Linked DNA regions of Sorghum bicolor: region 1 is linked to region 2. A link is a contact called in public HiCAR-type data. All regions are on one chromosome and are shown on one strand. Each heading gives the region's core, a stretch centred on a gene start, on an enhancer-like site or on the middle of the called end of the contact. The rest is flanking DNA. Distances are from core to core; before and after follow the strand shown. Region 1 holds the start of LOC8054107 (leucine-rich repeat receptor-like kinase protein FLORAL ORGAN NUMBER1). Region 2 holds the start of LOC8054103 (dihydrolipoyllysine-residue acetyltransferase component 5 of pyruvate dehydrogenase complex, chloroplastic).

Region 1 (5,375 bases), core at 772-3,271, 75 kb before region 2:
TTTTTAAGTCTAGTTAGTCTATGATTGGACAATAACTACCACAAACAAACGAAAGTGTTTCAGTGTAGCGAAATTTTTTTTTCTTCTGGAACTAAACAAGGCCCAACTGAAAACACAAGGCGTAACAAGTTCCGCTGTTCTCGTAGAAGGCCAACCAAAAGCTTCTTCAGTTCTGCTCCTAGTAGCTAATGAACAAACTCTTAACATAATCTTACAACATAATCTTACAACAGAGTAGATAACAGCTACTACTCATATATACAAACTAAACTATGCATTGCGAATTGCGATCCGCGCAGCCATTATTTTAATTTCGCACAGTATATACGCGTCGATCCATCAACCTGTCCTGCTCCACCATCTTCTTCCGATTCCTTGGTCTACTCATCAGCATAAATGTCCGTGATCGAATCCGGAGCTCCGAACACAACAATGTCCTCGAGATCGAACGTGTCATCGTAGCTGAAGCGCGCCATGTACGCAAGGTCATCGCCGGCGCCGTAGAACTGCTGCAGCTGCAGGCCAGACGTCACGTCCCCCTGGTCCGGCTCCGGCCCTGTCGTCGTCGCCGCCGCCGCCGCGGCGTTCCCGTTCCGCATCGCCTCCGCGGCCGCCGAGCTCCCCGCCGGGGTGAGGCTGCTCAGCACCTCCTCCTGCTCGCCGCCGCCGCCGCACTCCAGCTTCAGGGGCTGCAGGACCGCCAGTTGTTGGTTGGTGGTGTTCCCGGTGGTGGTGGTGCTGGTCGTCGCCGCGCTGGCGTTGTTGTTGGCGGCGGCGAAGCTGATGAGGCGGGACCCCGCGTGGTGGTGGAGGTCGTCGCCGGTGACGCCGGCCGCGTGCACGACGAGCGACGCGACGGCGGTGGCCGGGTCACGGCAGGTGTGCATGCCGATGTAGGTGACGGTGTAGGTGTCCGGGTCGTCGTCGCGGCGCTGCACCTGCCGCTGCGCCACGCACTGCTGGTCGTACTTGTGCGTGCACCGGAAGTAGGCCCTGCGCACGCCGAGCATCATCGATCATCGACCAAATAAATGAAAAGGAATCAGAAATTCGTGCCAAGAAAAGGATCATCATCTCATATGCATAGGTTGGGTTGGTTGCCATATTTGATTTGATTAACAATGATTGATCTAATAGGTGTAGAAACGTACTTTGGGTACTTTGAGTTTTGTATCTCCTTCTGTCCGTACTTTCGCCATGAGTGCCCATCCTCCAAATCCTTGATGTTCTTCGTCACAACCGATGATCCTTGCTGGCCTCTACAACACACATCCGGCAGTGGTTTGCACAAAATCAGCAAACTATTTTTTTAGATCATACTGTACGTGCTTGGCCCGATCGCGAAAAAAGAAAAAAAAAACTATTTTTAGATCAAGAGAAGAGGACTCGGCGGCGAAGGCCTGTGGCTCACCTCTTCCGACAGGAGGCCCTCTTGTCCCCTCCACCAGCGGCCTTCCGCTTGCTACTGCCGGCAGTGCCGGCGCAGGTGACGTCGCTCTGCACCTCGGACGCCTCCTCCTCCTCGGCGGCGGCGGCCTTGGCCGTGTCGATGGTGCGGGACATGGCGTGGAGGATCCGGTCCAGGAGGCGGCCGGCTTCCGGCGAGTCCCGGAGCAGCGCCTGCAGCTGCGTCGCGTACTCCCGCCCCTTCACCATGTCCTCCATCACCCGCGCGTACGGCGCCGCCGCTGCCATGGCCACACAGCAACCGAACCAGCAAGAGGGAAGAAGAAGATGAAGAAGAAGAAGATCACGACACGACCACCACAGGTCCACAGCTCACAGCTCACAGCTCAGTGATGACTCACTGGAGGCAGCAGCAAGCAGCAAAGCAAGCAAGGAAGAAACCCCTCGAGGGTCGAGGTAGGTGCTGGCATTTATGGAAGCAGAGGGAGGGGGGCGCGCGAGTCTACGGTGGATGGCGTCCACGGACGGAGTGGCTGGTTTTGGTTTTCTACGCGGCGGGCCCGGTGAAATTTAAGCTTCTTTAGGCGGGTGGGCATGTGCGGCGCCAGCCAGCCAGCCAGCCAGCCAGCAGCAGCGGCGAGGGGGGAAGCATCGTGGAAAGAGAGGGGGGACGGCGACGGGGACGACGACACGCAGGTGACGTCTCGGACGCGACGTCACCATGGTGATGCTCGATCGACTGCGTGCGCGGTGGGCGGATGAAGCAATGCAATTGTGGGAGGGGAGGCGAGGGCCCTACTTCCAATTGTTTTGTCAGGATAGCCGTCCAATCGTAGGCGCTAGCGTCGTGCAGGGAGGGATGGCAGCGCACTATTCTCTCTCTCGGTCCCGGCGACCGGCGTCATTCACTGCAGCGGCGCCGATTCCGGCACCACCGTCCTTGGTGGCGTACGTGGCATCCGGCGGCCGGAAAGCTTGGTGATGGCGACCGACCGTACCTGTGGCTCTCTCATCCGACCGCACCGCAGGGAAGAACGAAGGTTGTTGGAACCTTCATTCACCATGGGAAGGCCAAGGTAAGAAGAAGATTCTGTAGCACTTAGCTCGATTTGGGGGGGTCTAGTCCAACACGACCGAGATTCCTAATCGACGGCGTGGCCTCCATTTGTGCAGCTTCAGGAGGTTGAGATAGCAGCTAGGCTGGGTCTGAATAATGATTGTATCTTTAGATGTACTACCACTTTTGTAGAACCACTTCTTCCACGTATGAAACCTACAGCTTTTTACAAAGGGATGAACCGATGCTGAGCCATTAGCAGGTGAGGATGCATATTGCTTGCTGCTTTGGTAGCTGATTAAAAATAGCACCAAGAGTTTGAATCTTGTAGACACTATATAAGATAGAATAGATTTTATGTCCTTTTGTTGGACCACACCACACATGATGTTTGCAGAATATAGAAAGTTGTTGAAAAAAAAAATCAGTTATGCTGAACATGTCCACAGTCCACTGAACAAAACACGGCTGCTGCAGAGGAGGTGGTGAGTGGGGAATTTGCTGCATGCCCTGTCAGCAAACAAAGGCAAGTCTAGCCATCATGGGAAAAGGTCTTCTCCAGAAATTCAGAAAAGGTACGTCCTAGCAGCTCAGAGATTGCTGAACATGTAGTAGCACTTGTTCATTAACACTTCAACTCGGCAGTGATTTCTGATGCTAGATTTTAACATTTTGTATGCATTTTTTTCTGTGATAAAATGGATTTTAACATTTTTGAACACTCCTCGTTCATCTAACTGTCAACCTTGCATGGATTTGATGGGCCGATGGTTCAGGTGATTCTACACTTGGAATGTACAGAGGACACAAAACCACCTCGCTTGGGTAATGTGCACTGGGTACAGTCGTACAGATGACACAAACCACTTCGTTCAAAAAAGGAAGTAAAAAAAAATGACCGGCCATTTAGAAAAGACTGGCAATGTGCATTGGGTAATACTGCAGATGCTAATGATGATAGGACCTTTGCTTCAGGATCCAAGTAACGAAATCAGCAATTTTGTCATGCTTGGCTAGTTGAGTACCTGAAGGCTGAAGAAGTGCAGAGGTAATGTGCTAGTGCAGAAGGAAGAAATGCATTTCTGCTTGATTTAAAAGAAAAAAAGAGAGAGAAATGCTAGGATTTTTTTTGCCTTGTGTACCTGTGTACCAGGCCAGAACCCAGGAGGTGGCAACACAGGAGTTTTACCTAATGTATGTATTTTGCATGTACAGAGTAAACTAATGCCTTACCCACGATTACAGACTTGTTTCGATGATTTGATTTACCACAAACATTTTTTTTTGGAGCAAAGATTTACCAAACAACTTTTTTTTTGAGACAATTTACCAAACCTACGGGCCAGGCTGGGCTGGGCTTACAAGGAAACCAAACGCGCCCAGAATGGATCACAGATCGGGCGCGCCGCGTTATGGGCCAGGGGCGCCGCGAGGGGCAAACCAGATCGAAAGCAGATCCTTTTTCTCAAAAAAAAAAAGAAAAAAATCAACAGCAGATCATATGGTTTGGACTTCGCCGGCGGCGCCGCCATTACCAACGCACCAGTGCCGGGTGCTCGATATGGCCCTCTACGCAGCGTCCAGGGTGGCCGCCTGCTGAAGCAAGGGAAGATCCGGTGGGATCGATCGCCGGCCAGATGATGGGAGGGTGAAGCTTCCCGGTGCCGTGATGTGTGCCTGTGCGTGCTCGCCGTCTACCTCAGGTAAGCGAAAACGACGACCTGATGCATATATACAAGTCGGTCTACGTATAGGCAGTACTCATTAGACGATCTTGCATATAGCCACTAGTCAGTACTCACTACTCTGTAGACCGGATTTGCTCTGTGGTTCTCGCTGTCTCACACATCAGGAACAGATTGGTGCAGTACGTCAGTCAGTCAGTCAACCCTGGACCCAACTGAGGGGCCGAAGGAGACCACTCAAGAAATTGTTGCTTCAACTTTGACTGACAATGATATTTTGAGTAATGGCCTGTTTGATCCATGGACACTAAAAGTTAGCGAGCTAATATAATAGCTGCTAATTTTAGCTAGGTAATTTTTAGTAGAGGTTGTTTGGATCCACCTGCTAATAGGTGGTTGGATAATGGAACTAATAGTTAGCAATCCTATAATAATTAGTAGGTTTATTAGCAGGACCTTTTGGATCCACAAGTACTAATTTTAGTAGCTAATTATTACTGTTAATGAATCCAAACATGTGGCCCTAGTTAGGTATAAAATAAAAGTTGAATGGTTAGATTTGACATCCACTGTGTTATTCACTTATAATATGTTACTAAAAAAGTGACTATAAAGTAAGACTTGACAGCCATAGCGCGTGCTCAGTTTCTCTTTCAAGCACCCTGAAGAACCAAACCCAAGGAAACCACTTCCGAGCACACCCAACTGAAAAAGTTACCCAAAACCCCTTTCTAGATGAAAGAGTACCCTCTTGTTCTTTTTCCTTGCTAGAGCCGGTGGTGAAGATCAACAGGAGGCGAAGCAAGCATTCAAGTGGAGTCTGAGGCACAAGAAGCCAAGAAGGTTTCAATCAGATGGCCATGGTGTACAAGAGGTACTGTCTCCGTGACCTCAACTGCTTCTTGCTGCTACTAGCACACCTCTTCTTGTTCTTGTTTCCCAGTAAGTCGGTGGCCACCGTGGATGTGCCGTGTTCCGTACCGCCTAACAAGACACAGGAGGCCATCATGAAGAATCTCTCAAGGGTTGTGGGTGACAGTTGGGGCTTCAGCACAAATATGTGCCTCTGGGTTGGAGTTGCCTGTTCGTGCTCTGGGTCTGGTTCTTCCATGGTGGTGACCAACATCACTTTGTCCAACTACGGCATATCGGACACCTCCATCTTTTCCTCCTTATGCCTTCTTGACACCTTGCTGTCCCTTGATCTCTCAAGAAACTCCTTTACC
Region 2 (5,787 bases), core at 46-2,545:
AGGATGCTCTTCAATGCAAAGTGAATCAGCAGCAGACTGCTACAAAATCATAGATAAATCTCGGCTGGAGTTTCAGCTTAGTTTAGTTTGTGGATGTCAGTAATCAGTATACAGGCTGTCCTTGTATAGTTCCATAGAAGATAGAACCCTAGCTTATGGTAGATTGTTGTATGTTTGATGAATTGGGTAATAGGTATCTGCTTTGCAGTGAGTGGTAATATGGTTTCTATGCTGTAACATGCAGAGATGGTTATGAGCGAAGCTTAAAGGTTATGGGTATGTGTTTTCATAAGAGATCATCCATCGTTTTGCAATGTAGACTAGTTCAACCAATCTTTTGCATTAACCATATGTAGTTTAACTAAAAGAGTCGAACACGTCCCGAAAAGCTAATGCTGCTGTCTAATGTGCGACATTTAATCTTCATTGCGTGAAAATATTTATATTTTTTTTTCTGGTTTGGACGAAAGGCCTCCTCATGCATCCTAGTTCCTCAGGTTGAGTCATCTTCAACTCAAAGTTGGGTGCATATTTTCTTCCAAATGAAAACCCTCCTAGTTCCTCTCAGAACCCATTGTTTTTTGTCAAACTATTTTGTTCTTGTGCTTCAATTTGCATTACTTTATAACAATGTGAATATCTCAACATTTCCATTTTATTTTGCTTATTTAAAGGTTTATGTGTCACATAATAATTTGTATATGAGCTGTATCAATTTTTAAGAGAAACGGTTACTTTTGTAATGCTTTAGTCTAAGGAAAATTTCAAGGAAACTAGATATTCCATATAGAGAAATAAGATGCAAGAAAATCACGTGTTTGCTTGGCTGATAAGTCATGACTAAAAGTACTGTTCGCTGGTTTGTTGTGAGAGAAAAACACTACTGAATGGTTGACAGATTCGGCAGATAAGCTCAAATTTTACAATAAAGAATATCCTGCAAAGATAAAACATATAGTCCCTTTGCATCCTTCCTACATTATTCTGAATAAAAGTAAGTCCACTCCAATAAAAATTGCCAACAGCACAAATGGAGAAGAAATCAGCATAAAGAAAACATATTTCTTCAAAAAAAAACATAGAAGTGCATAATAATAAGCTATAAGCCTATAAGTAACCTCAATACTGTATTGATATTTTTAATTAAATAAAATAAAAATGTTTCTTGTTTAAAATGAAAAACAATGTACTCCGTAGGTACCTCAGTGTCAAGAAAAAAAAATGGTAAAAAGTACTGGCGGAAACGTTGGGCTTGTTGGAGCAATCCCCAAAGCAGCAGGTGCGACGAGCCCAAACCTTTGCACCCCTCGTCGTCCTCGGCTAATCCGCCGCGCCTCCGATACTCCCAAGGCAGCAGCGCCCCGCCAGCTGCAACAACAGCAGCAGCCAAGCCACCACCATCTCATCAGACTCCTCTCAAATCCTCCCCGCCACGCTCCCTTTCCCTCCCCCTCCCCCGCCACCCCGCAATGGCCGGCCTCCTCAACCTCCAGTCGACGCTTCTCCCCTCGGCGTCCGCGCTGCGCCGCCGCGCGGGCGCGCCGGGGCCGTCCTCGTCCCGCCGCCGATGCCGTGTCGAGGCCAAGATCCGGGAGATCTTCATGCCGGCGCTCAGCTCCACCATGACCGAGGGCAAGATCGTCTCCTGGACCGCCGCCGAGGGCGACCGACTCGCCAAGGGCGACCCCGTCGTCGTCGTCGAGTCCGACAAGGCCGACATGGACGTCGAGACCTTCCACGACGGCTTCCTCGCCGCCGTCCTCGTCCCCGCCGGCGAGTCCGCGCCCGTCGGCTCCGCCATCGCGCTCCTCGCCGAGTCCGAGGAGGAGATCCCGGTCGCCCAGTCGCAGGCCGCCTCCTTCTCCTCCAGCTCCCCCTCGCCGCCGCCTCCGCAAGAAACTGCTGCTCAAGAAGAGTCCCTTCCGCCGCCGCCACCTCCTACCCCAGCGCCGGTGGCAGTCTCTGCTCCCGCGCCGCCTTCGCCAGCAGCACAAGGCGGGGGGCGCGTTGTTGCTTCGCCCTACGCCAAGAAGCTCGCCAAGGACCTCGGCGTTGATCTTTTCTCGGTCACGGGGTCAGGCCCCGGCGGGCGAATTGTGGCCAAGGATGTCGAGTCTGCGCTTGCTGCGCCCAAGAAGGCCGTACCAGCGACTGCTGCACGGCCGGATGTGCCATTGGGATCGACGGTACCATTCACGACAATGCAGGGTGCTGTCAGCAAGAACATGGTGGAGAGCCTTGCCGTCCCGACATTCAGGGTCGGGTACACCATCACGACTGATGCTCTTGATCAGCTCTACAAAAAAGTGAGCATCTTTTCACAATGTTTAGGACCATCGTCTTATGAATTTGATGATTGGATAAAGGGGTAAGTTTTTTCTTCTTTTTTTTTTAACAGATTAAGTCAAAGGGGGTTACAATGTCAGCACTATTGGCTAAGGCGACGGCAATGGCTCTGGTTCAGCATCCTGTAGTCAACTCCAGCTGCAGGGATGGGAAGAGCTTCACATACAACAGTAGTATCAACATTGCTGTGGCAGTGGCCATAGATGGTGGGTTGATTACACCGGTTCTTCAAGATGCTGATAAGGTCAAACACTTTACCACGCACAATGAATGTTGATATTTTTGATCATTTGTTTAAATAAATGGTTACTAACTTTTGTTTTTGGCAGCTTGACATTTATTCATTGTCAAGGAAATGGAAGGAGTTGGTTGATAAGGCACGAGCAAAGCAGTTGCAGCCTCATGAGTACAACTCTGGTATTTCTTTGCCTCATTACACAAATCTGAATATGTAGCACGTTGTGCATCTTTTCTAATGTTCTGAATAAGACAGTATACTTATAGAGATGAACTTTTATGGCGGCTGAATAAAAGAATGTAGTGGATACTAGATATTTCTTTGATACCATTTAACCTTGCTATATTAGCCATACGGTCAAAAAATGGTGCAATCCTGTGTGTTTGTATGCTTTGTGACTCATCAGCTATGACACCCTAACAAACTGTACAATTACCAGGATCCATATGCAATCCTTCATTATCTGTATTAACACTAAATACAGTTTCATTTCGTAACTTACTTCAGTCAATCAGTCATGCATAGAAAGGTGTAGGTCCCCTCTGTAGCTCTGTAGTAGGTCGCCCTGATTCTTAAGCTATATGTATATTGCTCTTCTGCACCTTTCTATGAATTGGAGATCTGGAGCTGTCTTGGACTATTTTATATCACAGCAAATGATTGCCTAATTCAGCTCTGATGCTTCCTGTTCATTACTTGATACAAGTGCAATTCTCTTCATGTGGATAAGAAGGAATTGACTGCTATAAATTTCTTATGACTACCTGAATATATGTGTATATGCATGTTGTCATAAGCATTTTACTTTGACAATATTTTGTACCTGGTAAACATATAGGTTATAGAGCATGGTGATTGGTATTAATGTTAAGGATCGTGCTCTTTATTAATCATAATTTCTGTATCTTGTAATACTATGATATCCATTATGATGGTCTAATTTGGATAACTTATTAGCAATGTTCAAGTTTTCTTTATGTTTCTAGTCTAATCAATTTCAATTCTCCTATCACAATTTATTAAGTCTGTAGGCCAGAAGTGTTTCTCCTAGCTGTGACTTCTGTGCGTTTCTTGGATATGGACTTCTGATAATATAATCTAGGAGTTTGGCTAAATAATAATCAGTTAACTTCAGTTCATGAGTATATATATAGAGTAATATGCTGCTGTCAACTCATGCTCAATACTAGAACTATCTTTTGTGAAGGTTATGCACTGAGATATCTCATCTCACTTGTAAGGTTAAGAAAACTAAGATAGCATCAAATTAATTGTTAGTTTACACAAGATTTTGATGTGGCCCAGCAACATGCATTTTATTACTATTTTTTTGGCTTTATGCATCGAAGGTAATGGACTGATAATTAGCTATGATTGTCTTGGAGTACTGAGCCTCCTCACAGCAGATCAAAACTTTCCGGAGTAGATATATAGTTGTTAATATGAATATGGAGGGTAGACCACAAAAACACTGAAATGATTTATACCGGCTTTAACAAATTCACAAAGTTTTTTGGAGCATTTAAGCCTTATGTTATATAGATAAGTGTAACTATTTCCTTTGTTTTGTTTCTAGTTTAAAATTCCTATACCTTGCCCCAGAGTTTCACCTGAAAATCCGTGTCTCTTTGCTGCAGTGTGTGTTGTTGTATTTTCACTGGAAAGAGGTTTACAAACGATGCCATGATTTACTTTCAGAAATTAGATATATATGGTTGTTGTATTTTAGCAAAATTTACTTTTTCCATTAAATAAATAAAGTGCTATGCACTATATTGTTTGCTGATACTTTTGTACAGTATAATGCTTCCTCCTAGTTTCTTTGCAAATGCTCCCTCTTCTGTATGCCCTTTAGAGTAAATGGAACATCCAGCATGCCAATTTTTTCTTGACCACTCAGGAGAGCAGCATATCATTATATAATTAAGAAGAAAAAGGGGTTTGAAACCCATACAATACGAACCTCACTCACGCAAAAGCCAAAACTTAGAAAATCAGTGCGCTCTTAATTAGACAGAAATAAAACCAACCTCGAACTAGAACTCTTAGTTTCTTTCTAGCACAAAGGCAATGAGATAAGAAATTCCTCGAGCCCTGGCCAGTATACAGCATACCGATGATATCATGTATGGGATTCATTTGATTGTCAGCTTTGTCAAATGGAATGATCTTAACAGCCCTTTTTGAATAAGTTGATGTTGTTTCCTCTGCTTCTAAAATATAATAATTAATCCAAGTGGTGGTGTAGATTGCTTCATGGATTTGTTTACTTGCCTTATAAAAATACCATGTTTGAAATTCTGAAATTAAAATCATGAAGGAAGGATCAGGAATGATACATTTGATTCACCTTTTAATGTGCTGTTGCTTTAACATGCATTGATGTTTTATTTTAGTCCTCTGTTGTCTCAGTTTCATAGCTAAAAATTTGACTGATTGACTAGGTTCCTATATTATCTAATATCTTACATTTCTAGTGCTCTGGGTAGGGATGCAAGTTCTATTTGTATTGGTTCATTGTGTCAACCCAAAACTTGCTAAAATGAACTGAAATAATATTCCATGTAATTAATTTAGGGGAGAAATGAACTAAAAATGCCACGGAGTCTAATTAATTTTCTGACACAGAAAACACCATTGGGCGTCCACCTTTGTTCCTCGACAGCCTCTTGGTGTTAACCACACCAAACATGTATGATACGGTGACCGTGTTATTTGTGTATGCTAAGAACTACTCATGTTTATTCTGCAGGCACGTTTACTCTTTCGAATCTTGGTATGTTTGGAGTTGATAGGTTTGATGCAATACTGCCACCTGGAACTGTAAGATGAACAATTTATTTTATTCTCCATTTCTATTTTCATGCAATGCTGCGTACCTTACTGAAATATGTGGGTTACTGAAAAAAGGGAGCAATCATGGCCGTTGGGGCATCAGAACCGACCATTGTTGGTACAAAAGATGGTAGAATTGGGATCAAGAACCAAATGCAGGTGAGTTTCTTGTGCCTGGTGGAACCTGTCCTTTTGCACCACTATTTTTTGTTTGATGATTTTCTTTTTGCTTGATTTGATAATTTCACTCACCTGATCAACACATGTAGGTAAATGTTACCGCTGATCATCGGATTATTTATGGAGCTGACCTTGCTGCTTTTCTGCAAACACTTGCCAAGATAATTGAGGATCCCAAGGATCTTACA

Evidence for each region. HiCAR-type assays count read pairs that join an accessible place to other places.
Region 1: a contact with region 2 is called in a HiCAR-type map of leaf, with 2.6 times the contacts expected there. The contact joins the promoter of LOC8054107 here to the promoter of LOC8054103 in region 2. A contact is called at or near these places in 1 of 4 Hi-C or Micro-C datasets (leaf) and 1 of 1 datasets of contacts at active chromatin or transcription factors (leaf).

Annotation. Positions count from the first base shown.
Region 1 is chr8:6,459,133-6,464,507 of Sorghum_bicolor_NCBIv3, reverse strand. LOC8054107 (leucine-rich repeat receptor-like kinase protein FLORAL ORGAN NUMBER1) reads left to right here and starts at 2,021. Exons shown (of 4, transcript XM_021446289.1): 1 at 2,021-2,483; 2 at 2,942-3,039; 3 at 3,241-5,375. The coding sequence starts at 5,004. LOC8054108 (probable WRKY transcription factor 70) reads right to left here and starts at 1,848. Exons shown (of 3, transcript XM_002441885.2): 1 at 1,412-1,848; 2 at 1,152-1,259; 3 at 108-993. The coding sequence starts at 1,695. The coding sequence ends at 381.
Region 2 is chr8:6,382,740-6,388,526 of Sorghum_bicolor_NCBIv3, reverse strand. It overlaps LOC8054103 (dihydrolipoyllysine-residue acetyltransferase component 5 of pyruvate dehydrogenase complex, chloroplastic), which reads left to right and starts at 1,295. Exons shown (of 6, transcript XM_002442888.2): 1 at 1,295-2,306; 2 at 2,399-2,590; 3 at 2,676-2,763; 4 at 5,337-5,407; 5 at 5,495-5,578; 6 at 5,689-5,787. The coding sequence starts at 1,470. LOC8054104 (probable leucine-rich repeat receptor-like protein kinase At2g33170) reads left to right here. Exons shown (of 2, transcript XM_002442889.2): 2 at 1-299. The coding sequence ends at 24.